Linked DNA regions of Mus musculus: region 2 is linked to region 1. The links are chromatin contacts, called in public HiChIP or PLAC-seq maps. All regions are on one chromosome and are shown on one strand. Each heading gives the region's core, a stretch centred on a gene start, on an enhancer-like site or on the middle of the called end of the contact. The rest is flanking DNA. Distances are from core to core; before and after follow the strand shown. Region 1 has its middle 46 kb from the start of Slc38a2. Region 2 overlaps Gm32840 (a long non-coding RNA gene).

Region 1 (5,274 bases), core at 1,853-4,352:
TCAGTCAGGCAGGCTCAGCCATCATTTCATCTCAGAAGCCCTAAATTCTCTAAAGCAGTTAAAATGAAATAAGAAAATCCTTTGTTTATCTCAGGAGTTCCGGGTGTGGGGATGAAACCGTGAGACATGATTTTATTGAACGTTGCAGAAATAAGAAACAAAAATAAACTTGAAGTCCTATGTCACATTCAAATGCTACAGTACAGGGGCAGGGGGTGTGGCTCCATGGCACGGTGCTTGCCCGGCACTGGAAATGAGTAAATAAATGAGCTAGCTATATTAAGGTCCTTAATCTGAGGTCCACAGATGGAGTGTTTGCCATGTCCAATACTACATGCAAAAATACACGCGTCTATTTGAGGATGTTTTTCTGGATGGAAAGGTCAGAGCTTTCGTTAGTTTCTCGCTACGTCCCTCCCACCGTGTCCCTTCTGACTGCTCTCCCCCAGACCCCAGCATTGCTTTCTCCCAGTTCTAACTCTACCCGCAAGCTTCTGCTGCTGACTCTTAGCTTCCTTTATCATCAGCTCTGTTGGTTTCTTTGTTCACATTCTTTCTATACTCAAGGGATGAACGGGTGGGTTTTTAATTAATATTCTGACAGTTTAGTGCATATTTCTTATCAAGAGGCTCTTTATATCCATTGGTAAGTTTGATTTGTGTGAAACTCTCCCCACACACACACTCCCCAATCGAATGGCTAGCAATTTATCCCAGCACCATTAAAGAGCAGTTAATTTTCTTAGCCAGTTTATGACATTCTGACTCTTCACATATATTTGGCCGGCTTTGAACTCCATATTGCTTCCATTTCCCAGTGTCTCTTTGGAGCTAAGGTCGCATTGTGTAACTAGCATATCGAGGTTTTTTTTACTTGTTTTCTCAAGTGCATGGGATTGAACCCACGACTTCAGACTGCTCAGCAAGCATGATTGCTGGCTGCACCCTCAGTCTAACGCAGCTTTTACTATCCCAGATAACTTCACAACTCACTGACTCTTACTCCTAGAGTTCTCCAGACACCCTGTTGACAGTTAGTATTAATAGTTTCATACCCACACCCACCTTCGCCCCTAACTCCCTGGTCTGGCCCCTTCTTCGCTTCCTTCTCCTTCATGTCACCACCATTTACCTTGCATATTTTCATGTTTATTGGCATACTGTTTGTATCTCCAAGTTTAAGTTCCACGAGAAACCAAATCTGGCTCTATTTGATTGATTTTTGTATCACTGGTTATAAAATGCTGCCACATGCGTAGGAAAGACTCAACACATTTGGTGAATTAGCGACTATTTAGGAAAGGCAAACCTATATTCAGCCACTGTTCCTCTTTCTGGACTTCCACTGGCTTCCTTTGCACAGGCAGTCTTCCACTAAGCAATTAATTTCACAAGTGTAAAACAATATCTATTGAATTTTTAATTCCACTAACGTTAACCAATTAGATTCTTCTAGAAAGAATGCAAGCTGTTACAGTATCAAATACTCCCAAATAAAAGCCATTCTGATCAGACCTAGGTAGTGGTGAAAGTCATTAATCCTAGTACTTGGGAGGCAGTGGCAGGCAGATCTCTGTGACTTCCAGGCCATCTTGGTCTACAGAGTGAGTTTCAGGACAGCCAGAGCTACATCATGAAGACCCTGTTTTGAAAATTAGAAAGAAAAAAAAAAAAAAAAAACCAAGCCAGTCATACATTCAAGTCTTCTCTCATGTCGTCAGTATGTTTCAGCTAATTCCTTACTAAGGACCTATGTATTTTATAATATGATTATTTATAATTACTTTGTTATCGACTTATTGACACATGTCTGTTTCTATCTGCTGTCTTTACTAAACACTATTCTACGAGCTTTGTCTAAGAATGGCTTTTGCCTTTATGCAGTCTGTTCTTATAACAATGAAATTCTGTTTTCCTATAAATTATAATTTTGAAGGCTGAGGCTATAACTCAGCTGATAAACACTTGCCTGGCACCTACAAGATCCTGGTTCAAACCCCAGTATTGTAAAAAACAAAAATAAATAATAGCAATTGTAGTTACAAAAGCTTTTGCTGCTGATGTTTTCATTTTCAACATGCCTACTTACTGAGCAGCTAATGTTTTCAAAGTAAATTTCCCTTCTGCTTCTAAACACATTTGTCGCCGAGTTTCCAGTCTTACAAAATAGGCCATCACCTGAAGAAGTCATGGCTATTCTTCCTGCTCCTTCCAAGACACACATTCCTGGTTTACCCCTCGTCCAGTTGCCCAGTAAAATCTCTATGAACTTGTGTTTGCATTTCTAGACATTAGCTCCACTGTAAGGTCAAGAGAGTAGTAATGGCATGTTCTCTTTTATGTTTTCCCCACAGGTCTCACTGTGTAGCCCTGGCTGTCCTGGAATCCCTATGTAGACCAGGCTAGCCTGAAGCTCTCAGAGATCTGCCCGCCTCTGCCTCTGTAGTGCTGGGATTAAAGGAATAACCTGCCACACCAGAGGCACTTGCCTGTGCAGTTTGTCAGAAATTGTAATCCTAGTGAGTTAACACACCTGATAAAGCTCACCTGACAGCTGCATAAAGGGGCTGCCAAGAGAGTTTAAAAAGATAGTGATATTCTCCCTGTCCTTGTAGATTGTTATGAAATTGATAATAAAAAAGGGGGTTTACATTAGATTATATTTAGGAAACTGATAATTCCTAAATATCTGCTATTACTGAATCTAATTTAAAAAAAACAAACAAACAAAAGGGCCTAGTCTCTCCATGGAAAGCTAAAAACCATCAAATTTCCCTCTCTATGCTACTTCCTGTTCACGATCGGAACACACGCTAAAATAGGTTAATTTGCTAAAATAGGTTAATTTGCATGTCTGTGGGCTAAAACAGGGCTGTGGGAGTTTTCCTCTGTGTATCTAAATGAAGATTTTCAGGGTGTTTCATTTGACTTCGCAAAATAAGTCAGAGATGAAGAGCACTGGCCAGCGCTCCCATTTCTTGAGCTGAAGAAAACAGAACTGAATCCCCCAGTGCTCCACCAGCTCATTGAGTTGGCTGTGGGGCTGCCCTGGACCCTGTGGGCAGCCAAGCTTCATGGCACCCTCTGCAGCATCCTGTTTCACTTTGCCTCACAGTTCTAACTAGAAATACTCAGATTAGCGGCTGGTGAGATGGCTCAGCAGTTAAGAGCACAGAGTGGCTTGCAGTCATCTGTAACTCCAGTCCCAGGGAAAACAATGCCTTATTCTGACCTCTGAGGGCACTTGATGTACACTTCATGCACAGACAAAACACTCACCCACGTAAATAAGTCTTTAAAAAAATTAAAAAGACAAGAAAAATACTCCAATTCCCTTCCTCGGCTCCCTGGAAGTTTCTTCACCGCTACTTGACATATCAGTGTTTTAGGAGATTATTTCTGGTAAAACACGCATGGCTTCTGATCTTATGAAACTGTTTTCCTAGACGTCTAAAGAACTAATACGTGTTAGAAAAGTCACTCACAGCACTCCTGTGTGAGAGAAGGGGAAGATGACACCGGGTCTTCGGTGACACAGACACAGACACACATTCCTGGGCACACCCATTCACAAGTGTCAGGAGCACTCCAAACCTTATAGGGAGGAATAGCTGAATGGAGCTGATAACAGCCAGGCGCCAGGCCCGAGGAAGAGGTGCGGGCGCCCATTTCAAGCCATTGAAAAGTTCCATAGGGGGGAGGGGAAATGGCACGGCAGGAAATTCCTGACCAGCTGTGTAACTGCTTACACCAATGCGTTGGCAGATAAGTGCATTTTTGTGATTCTGCTTCGGCCCCATGTTTATGGCCTCTTCTGATATGTCATCTGGCTCATGTATTACAGCTCCGTCCGGACACCATCCAACGGTACGATTCAACAAACCGTAGCTTCATCTTGATCACCTGGAAATGCTCTTGGCCTTTGCAAAATGGACGAAGAGGCTAACAATGAAAATACTGGAGGAAATTTGCTCTAAGTTAGTCCCCAGAGAAACCATTAGGTCGGGGATTTCATAAACCGTGCTGTAATTTGCTACAATGTAGGTAAAAGATTTGGGGTGGATGTCTAGAAGTGTAAGTTAAGCCTATGCCTGTCGACAAGATGGTAGGAGGGAAGAGTAGAAGGCGATACATAATACAGACGTGATTCATAAATGCAGTGTTCTGTGTATGTGAAAATACTGCCTGCGATGTTTTACATGCATGCGCTCACAGGGTTTCGTGTCATATTTACAACGTTACCGCAGAGTATGGAGTCCATTCCCCAAGTCAGAAAAGCAAGTTTCTAAGAGATCCGATTACAACCCATGCCCTCATGCTACCTTGGCAGAACTGGATAATTTAGGAACTCCTGGTTCCACCACCTTCTGCTTACGCAACACTGAGCAAACCCCAGGTCCTCTGTGGGCCTCATTTCCCTCAGTGAGCAAATGAGAGAGCCTCCCACACCCCTTCCAGAGCTACCAGAGTACATAACCAGCAACGCACAGCACCAGCGGCAGCTGCTTGCATTAACCCAGCCAGTAGTTAGACCAATAAGGGAAAGTGCCAGGATGGATTTCCAAACAATTTCCTGGGACCCGTTGTTTTCAAATGCTGGCTGATGCAATCCTGAGTTGCGTTTCCCCAAGCATGGCTGTCAATGAATCACTTCCTTCACTGGGCAGGGCAGCTTCCCTACCCGTGTTATCTTAACTATCCTTACACTGCAGGTAAGCACACAACTGGAATTGTTCCAAATGTCACACATAGGAGTCTAAGACGCCCTCTCTGCAGTATGATACACACAATACAGAGAATGCGGGTTGCTAACACACTGGCACTGAGCTCCAAGTGACAGCTCTGTGTCCCCAAACTGAGAGGCAGGACTCCTTGAGACAGGTTCCACTTTTCTCGTCAACTAAACTTGGTTTTCAAATTAAATCTTGTAAGGAACTATACATAGCAACGGGCAACAAAGTAACATCTTATTGGAGTGCTTTACAGGCCCAAATCTGTATTTATTATACATTATCTAACACTTTTGTAAGGCACAGAGAACGCAAGACCGGCGGTTATTCGGGGACAGCGGGGTGTAGCGATGTCCTTTTGTTTTGTCCCCTACCAGCACTGTAACAACTGATTAACCAGCAACTGCGTACGAGAAGAGCTTTTATTTGCATGTGTGTCTTGCTCTGCTTCGAGCTGACTGAGACTTTGGCTGTTTTGTGTGTGCTTGTGTTTGACAGCTTACATCACTTCTGCAATCAGGCAGGGACCCGGAGAGACCTTGCT
Region 2 (5,274 bases), core at 878-3,377, 360 kb before region 1:
ATACTGGGATTGTAGATATGAGCTCTTGCATCCAGCTTTCCTTGGTGTCTGGAGGCCTGAACTCCAGTCTTTGTCACTGAGTTGTCCTCTCAGTTCCTTGGAAGCAGAATACTCCTCCTGAGGCAAATCTCTTGGGTCAGATTCCCTGGGTTTGAATGTCAGCAGGGCTCTCATCAGCTGTATCATGTTGGCATTTCAGAAAACTATTTTTCCAAATATACATTGCTAGTTAGTTCTCTGTTGGAGGGCTCATGTTAGGATTGCACAACAGCTACAGTTGTATACACCCCAGTTAGTCAGGAGTCTGGGGTGGAGTGTAGAGGAAGCTCAGCATTTGAGGTTGCCCCAGGCAGCTTGCGGCTCCATAGTAAAAATGTATAAACGGGAATAAGTTGTATGGAACGTGCTTAGAACAGCCTGGTAATACTCTCATAATTGCCCATATTTCCTTCTCTATGGGCTCTTCATACATTGTTCTATGAGTCAATTCCTGGAATCATTTTGTCTGGTTGTCCAATTCATATTCAGCAAACTCATAATTTAATTATAATTCCCATGCAAAAATTAAATTATTACATGGGAAACTATATCCAGCAGCAAGTCTTTTCTTATTTATTGATTGCTCTGTTTTCATTGAAATTGGAAACTCTGGGTTTTTTTTTATATCAATTCTAACATTTTATTTGTTTATTTTGTATGTGTATGTATGTGGGGCATGTGCGTGGGCGTCAGAGGATAACTGGTGGGAGCTGGTTATCTTTTCCCACTATTTACATCCTAGGGATTGAACTCAGGTCATAGGGGCTTGCATGTCAGGAAGCACTTTTACTCTTTGAACCATGTTGCTGACTCCTGGTGTGTGTGTGTGTGTGTGTGTGTGTGTGTGTGTGTGTGTGTTAGTATGACTGTGCACACAGACAGGCATGTACATGGGTACACAGGCATATGAGCCTAGAACTCAGCATGGGGAGTCTTCACCTTGACTTTTTGAGAGAAGGTCTCTCACGGAGTCCTAAGCACATGCATTTGGCTGTGCAGGCTGTCCAATGGGTGTCATAGATTCGCCTGTCTCCACAAATGCTGGTATTACGAGCATAGGCTGCCATGGCTGGTTTTGTTTTTTTCCCTATAGTTTCTGGCAATCCAAATTCAGATCCGCAGGCTTGTGTGGCACGGCCTCCTCCAGACCTCATCCCCAGCCCACGGTTTTATCTTTATGGTGGCCATGAGCAATCAGGACCCTAGTTTATCTTCTTATTCTAACTCTATATTCCAGAAGACTCGGGTCCTACTGATCAAAGTAGTCAGAACTTTTGTTGTGTCCTCTGAGGCAGATGACAATAATTTTGTTCTCCTTCACGTTTTGTTTTCTGTTATCTACAGAGCTGCCAGACATGAGCTCGAGTGTCTTGGTGACTTGGATGCTTTCCAGGCGCAAGTATCATTTTTCAGACCATAAAAGGCGCCTAAGAGCTTTTGGCAACCAGGGTCGAGCTGACTCAGCCTCCTAAGGGCTAACTTTATGCTGTCGGAAGCAACGAGAAAAGAGACTGCAAGAAAGCAGAGGGACTGCGGTGGATCACGACTTTCAGGCACACTGTGCTGAGACAGAGAACTCATCTGCAGTGTGGAGAGAAAGGAACTGGTTTGTGTTCCCATGCATGCCAGGCCTGTCACGCTTGTCATTGTCCCTTCTTAAATTGCCCACTTCAGGCAGGCACTTTAACCCACATTGCCTATAGGAAGACTGAGGCTTAATACATTTAGGCAACTTCACCAAATAGAAAAATGGTGGCATTTGGAAGGTCAAACCGAAGACTACTCTATCCCGACACCCAGGTTCATCCCTATGTTTGAAGTATCTCTTTACAAGGTCAGAAGTTGGTGAGAAACTTCAGATCTCGAAAAACTATCAACAAAGAGAAAAAATTTTGAGGTTTGTCAATCTCCCATTAATGTGTTGAACACGGTATAATTTTGTGTTGAAATATATTACACTGGTTATGTATTTTACTGGCAGATTTGTGGGCAGAACAAATAAGTAGATGTCTTCTGGTTTTACATGAACTTGAGTAGCTGCAGGGACAAGCCAGGCTTGGGCTGGTCCCCTGCCAATCCTCACCCTGTCCCATAAATAGAGCAGCAGCGATGTGCTGTCTGCCTGTGGTTGGTACTAAACACACTTGTGTGCACACCCTGAGCTTACTGCTTCTCTCACTGTTGACAGCCCCATCTCACATCATAGCTAGGAATAGGAGAAGGCCAAGAAACCAAACACTGCTCTCGCATTCCCGAACCCTCACAAGAACAGAGTGGACTTCAACAGGCAACTCAACGTCAGTTATGGAGCAGGAGAGTTCCGTGTGCGAGGGAACTGCTCAAAAGATGGCTTCCGCTCTGGGCCTAGGTCAGAGACTCTTGAAAGCCAGGAACGTGGCTTTCTTGTCTGAATTCCTCCCTGGACCACGGTGTTGGGTCATTTATGAACATACAATAGGTACTGCTCAATCCCACTGACCGTCCCTTAATGCCAATCATGGGCTTTCTTCCTTGTGTGCTTTCTGATGGATCCTTTGGTTAATCAGGGCAGCCCTGCTGTGTAGGAGCTAACAGATCTGGCCATCTGAGTTTGCAGGTGAGGTCCTTGATCAAGGCTAATGACCACTCCCTCACAGAAGCTACACTTCAGCCTTCCCTTTGCCACATCCTGTTGCTAATTGAAATACACCTGGGAGGGCCCTTCTGTCTGCTGACAGAGAATACAAACATCCTGTCTCCCTCACATCCTCTCCTGTTCTCTCCCTCTGATCCACTCATCCTCAAACTTCAACATGCATGGGATGAAGCTTCATAAAGCTTTAAGTATGATGTGCCCGTTGAGAAATAGGTGGCTGGGGCCCCACCCTGAGGACACCCCTATCATTCATTTCCAGGATGGAGCTGGAGGCCTATGTTCCTTACCCTCACCTCTGTGGTGCCTAAACAAAGGGTAACATTCTTCAAAGACTTGGCTTTGCCAGCAAAGACACCCAGGGCTTTGTAAGAAAAACAGACACAAACCTAGGCGCCCTGGAATGAGGCCCTGATTTAGAGCTTCTCAATGGCTCCTAGGCTAATCAGCAGCAGCATCTTAGGACCTGATGAGCTGTGACTCTCAGGCCCCACTGAGGCTCCAGCAGGAGGCTGCTAATGGAGCCCCCAGAAGGCCCCAGTAATAAAATGCAGGAACCATTGCTTCAGGCCTATGCTCACACAACAGAGAGACACCTCCCCCCCAAACACACACACACAACAACAACAACAACAACAACTGAACCATCTTAGATCACAGCAACAATAAGAAAGAGCAGAGAAATAGCAGAGGCGGAGTCTGTGTCTACCTTACCCAGGGTGTGTAAGTTCCTAGCCCTATACAGTCTTATCACCCAGGCATCTCCGTGTCCACAGCACCAGCCAGGTCCCCACACTATACAGATCCTTCAATTTGTCCTTTACAGAGTCACCCATCTTCCCTCTCCCAGGGCCACCCTCTTCTCATCTGCACCAGCAGCACTGACTGCTAACCTGCTTTCCAGTTCTAAAAACTTTGTCATCTGGAAAACGTTGCACAGTGGGATAGGGAGATGGTGAACTCAGAGGGTAAAGTGCCCCCTGCAGCAGCATGGCGACCTAAGTGCAGATCCCCAGGGCGGGAGCCAGAGCCTGGTGTAGCAGCGAGTAGTAAACAATGTTACAACTATGGGAGTGAAGTGGTGTAGCAGCAAGTAGTAACTATTGTTACAATAGTTATAATATTTACAATGTTACAACTATGGGAGTGAGGTGGTGTAGCAGCAAGTAGTAACTATTGTTACAATAGTTATAATATTTACAATAGTTACAACTATGGGAGTGAGGTGGGACTAGGTCACCCTGGGCCTACCACTTCTGCATTGTATCCCTGGCCCTTCTGGCCAGTTCTAATTTGATTATTTTGTCAATGGCTTTAGTCTACCTTTTGAAATTTCACCATAGATCCTTAACACTAATCTGTTGGATCTGGGGCTTACAAATGTTTCCTCCTAGTCTGTGGCTTTCATTCTGATGATATTCAATTTATTGATGGTTCTCCTTTGTAGAAAAATGATACCTAGTAACTCAAGCAGAAGTGCGACAAAGGATAGATGAAAGTGATGGCCCACACATTCCCAGGGTAGCCTGTAAAATACAAGTCAAGGTACCATTGTTTCCCTCTTTAAAACATCTTCATGGCTTCCCACTCCTTCCAAATTCCTAGTGCCCTTAGCCTGCCTTTAGCTTGCCCTTAGCCTTACTCTATCTATATCTACCCTGCCATTCTTCGTTGATTTCTCACAAACAGAATGATTTTGAGTTTCTGGAAAGACACTGGAAAGGCTAAGCCATCTTCAGGGTTCTTCCCGCCCCATAAATCCTTTCTGGGTTTTGCTGCATTTCTGTGGTCCCCCTTCCATGTGCTGCCCAACGCTGACATCTCTGAGCTTGAAGCACTGTGTGTGGTGGGATTCGTGCCAATCCCTTCTTCCTATCAAAATGTCCACCTCATAGGCAGCCTCCTCACAACACAACCCTGCAAGGAAAGAAAACAAAGCCAAACTAAAATGTTAACTTGCAAATTACCACACTGATCAGCTTTCAGAAGCATCTGCAATTACAGAGCGGCCTTTATTATCCAGCCCTGTGTGGCCAGTCTTCGGGCAAAACATGTTATAATTAGCTCATCAATTGTTTCTCTAACTCCTTAATGAGAAATATTTTCCCTGTCTTAGAGATGAGGGAACCAAGCCCAGATAGGTCAGAAACCACATCTAAAATCACCAGGAAGCCTCCCTGACTTTGGATCTGTTGTACAATACACTGATGTTGGTGAAGTTCACCAAAGCTGGAAGGCATTAAGAGAGTATAATCTAGCACAGTGTTCTATGCTGCACCGTGAGCAACAATTGAAGAATTATCATTTCAAATGCCCATTCAATGCACGAACTAAACAGACGCATCCTTGCGTTGGTGCCAAGTCTAAAGAGTAGCCCCTGCACAACGCAAGCTCATCGCCGAGACTCCGACCAATGGAACACTACGCTTGTTCCTACAGCCTCTCTTCTACGGCAAGTAGATGAAACTCATCACAAACAACACTAGTTACTTCCGAGTTTTGCATAATTTGATCTGGCTCTCATTCTCTGTTAGTTGAGAAACCGTTGGCTCTGGTTCCATTCCGTTGCTCTGATCAAACACTGACCAAAGCAGCTTAGGGAA

Evidence for each region. HiChIP or PLAC-seq counts read pairs in DNA pulled down with a chosen protein or histone mark.
Region 2: an H3K27ac HiChIP or PLAC-seq map of heart atrium shows a contact between it and region 1, with 5 read pairs. The contact joins two enhancer-like sites. A contact is called at or near these places in 1 of 484 Hi-C or Micro-C datasets (embryonic stem cells) and 1 of 115 datasets of contacts at active chromatin or transcription factors (heart atrium).

What each region holds. Positions count from the first base shown.
Region 1 is chr15:96,742,744-96,748,017 of GRCm38.p6, reverse strand. No RefSeq gene overlaps it. Among named protein-coding and RNA genes, the nearest start is that of Slc38a2, 46 kb to the right of the region's middle. Within about 2 kb of position 3,102, at least 138 of the 459 cell types and tissues checked have an H3K27ac peak or open chromatin away from gene starts, as enhancers often do. A contact at or near this core is called in heart atrium, where this site is marked.
Region 2 is chr15:97,099,249-97,104,522 of GRCm38.p6, reverse strand. The region is part of intron 3 of Gm32840 (a long non-coding RNA gene); the gene reads right to left. Gm32733 (a long non-coding RNA gene) reads left to right here. Exons shown (of 4, transcript XR_384402.2): 4 at 1,384-1,998. Among named protein-coding and RNA genes, the nearest start is that of Gm32733, 5.9 kb to the left of the region's middle. Within about 2 kb of position 2,127, at least 58 of the 459 cell types and tissues checked have an H3K27ac peak or open chromatin away from gene starts, as enhancers often do. A contact at or near this core is called in heart atrium, where this site is marked.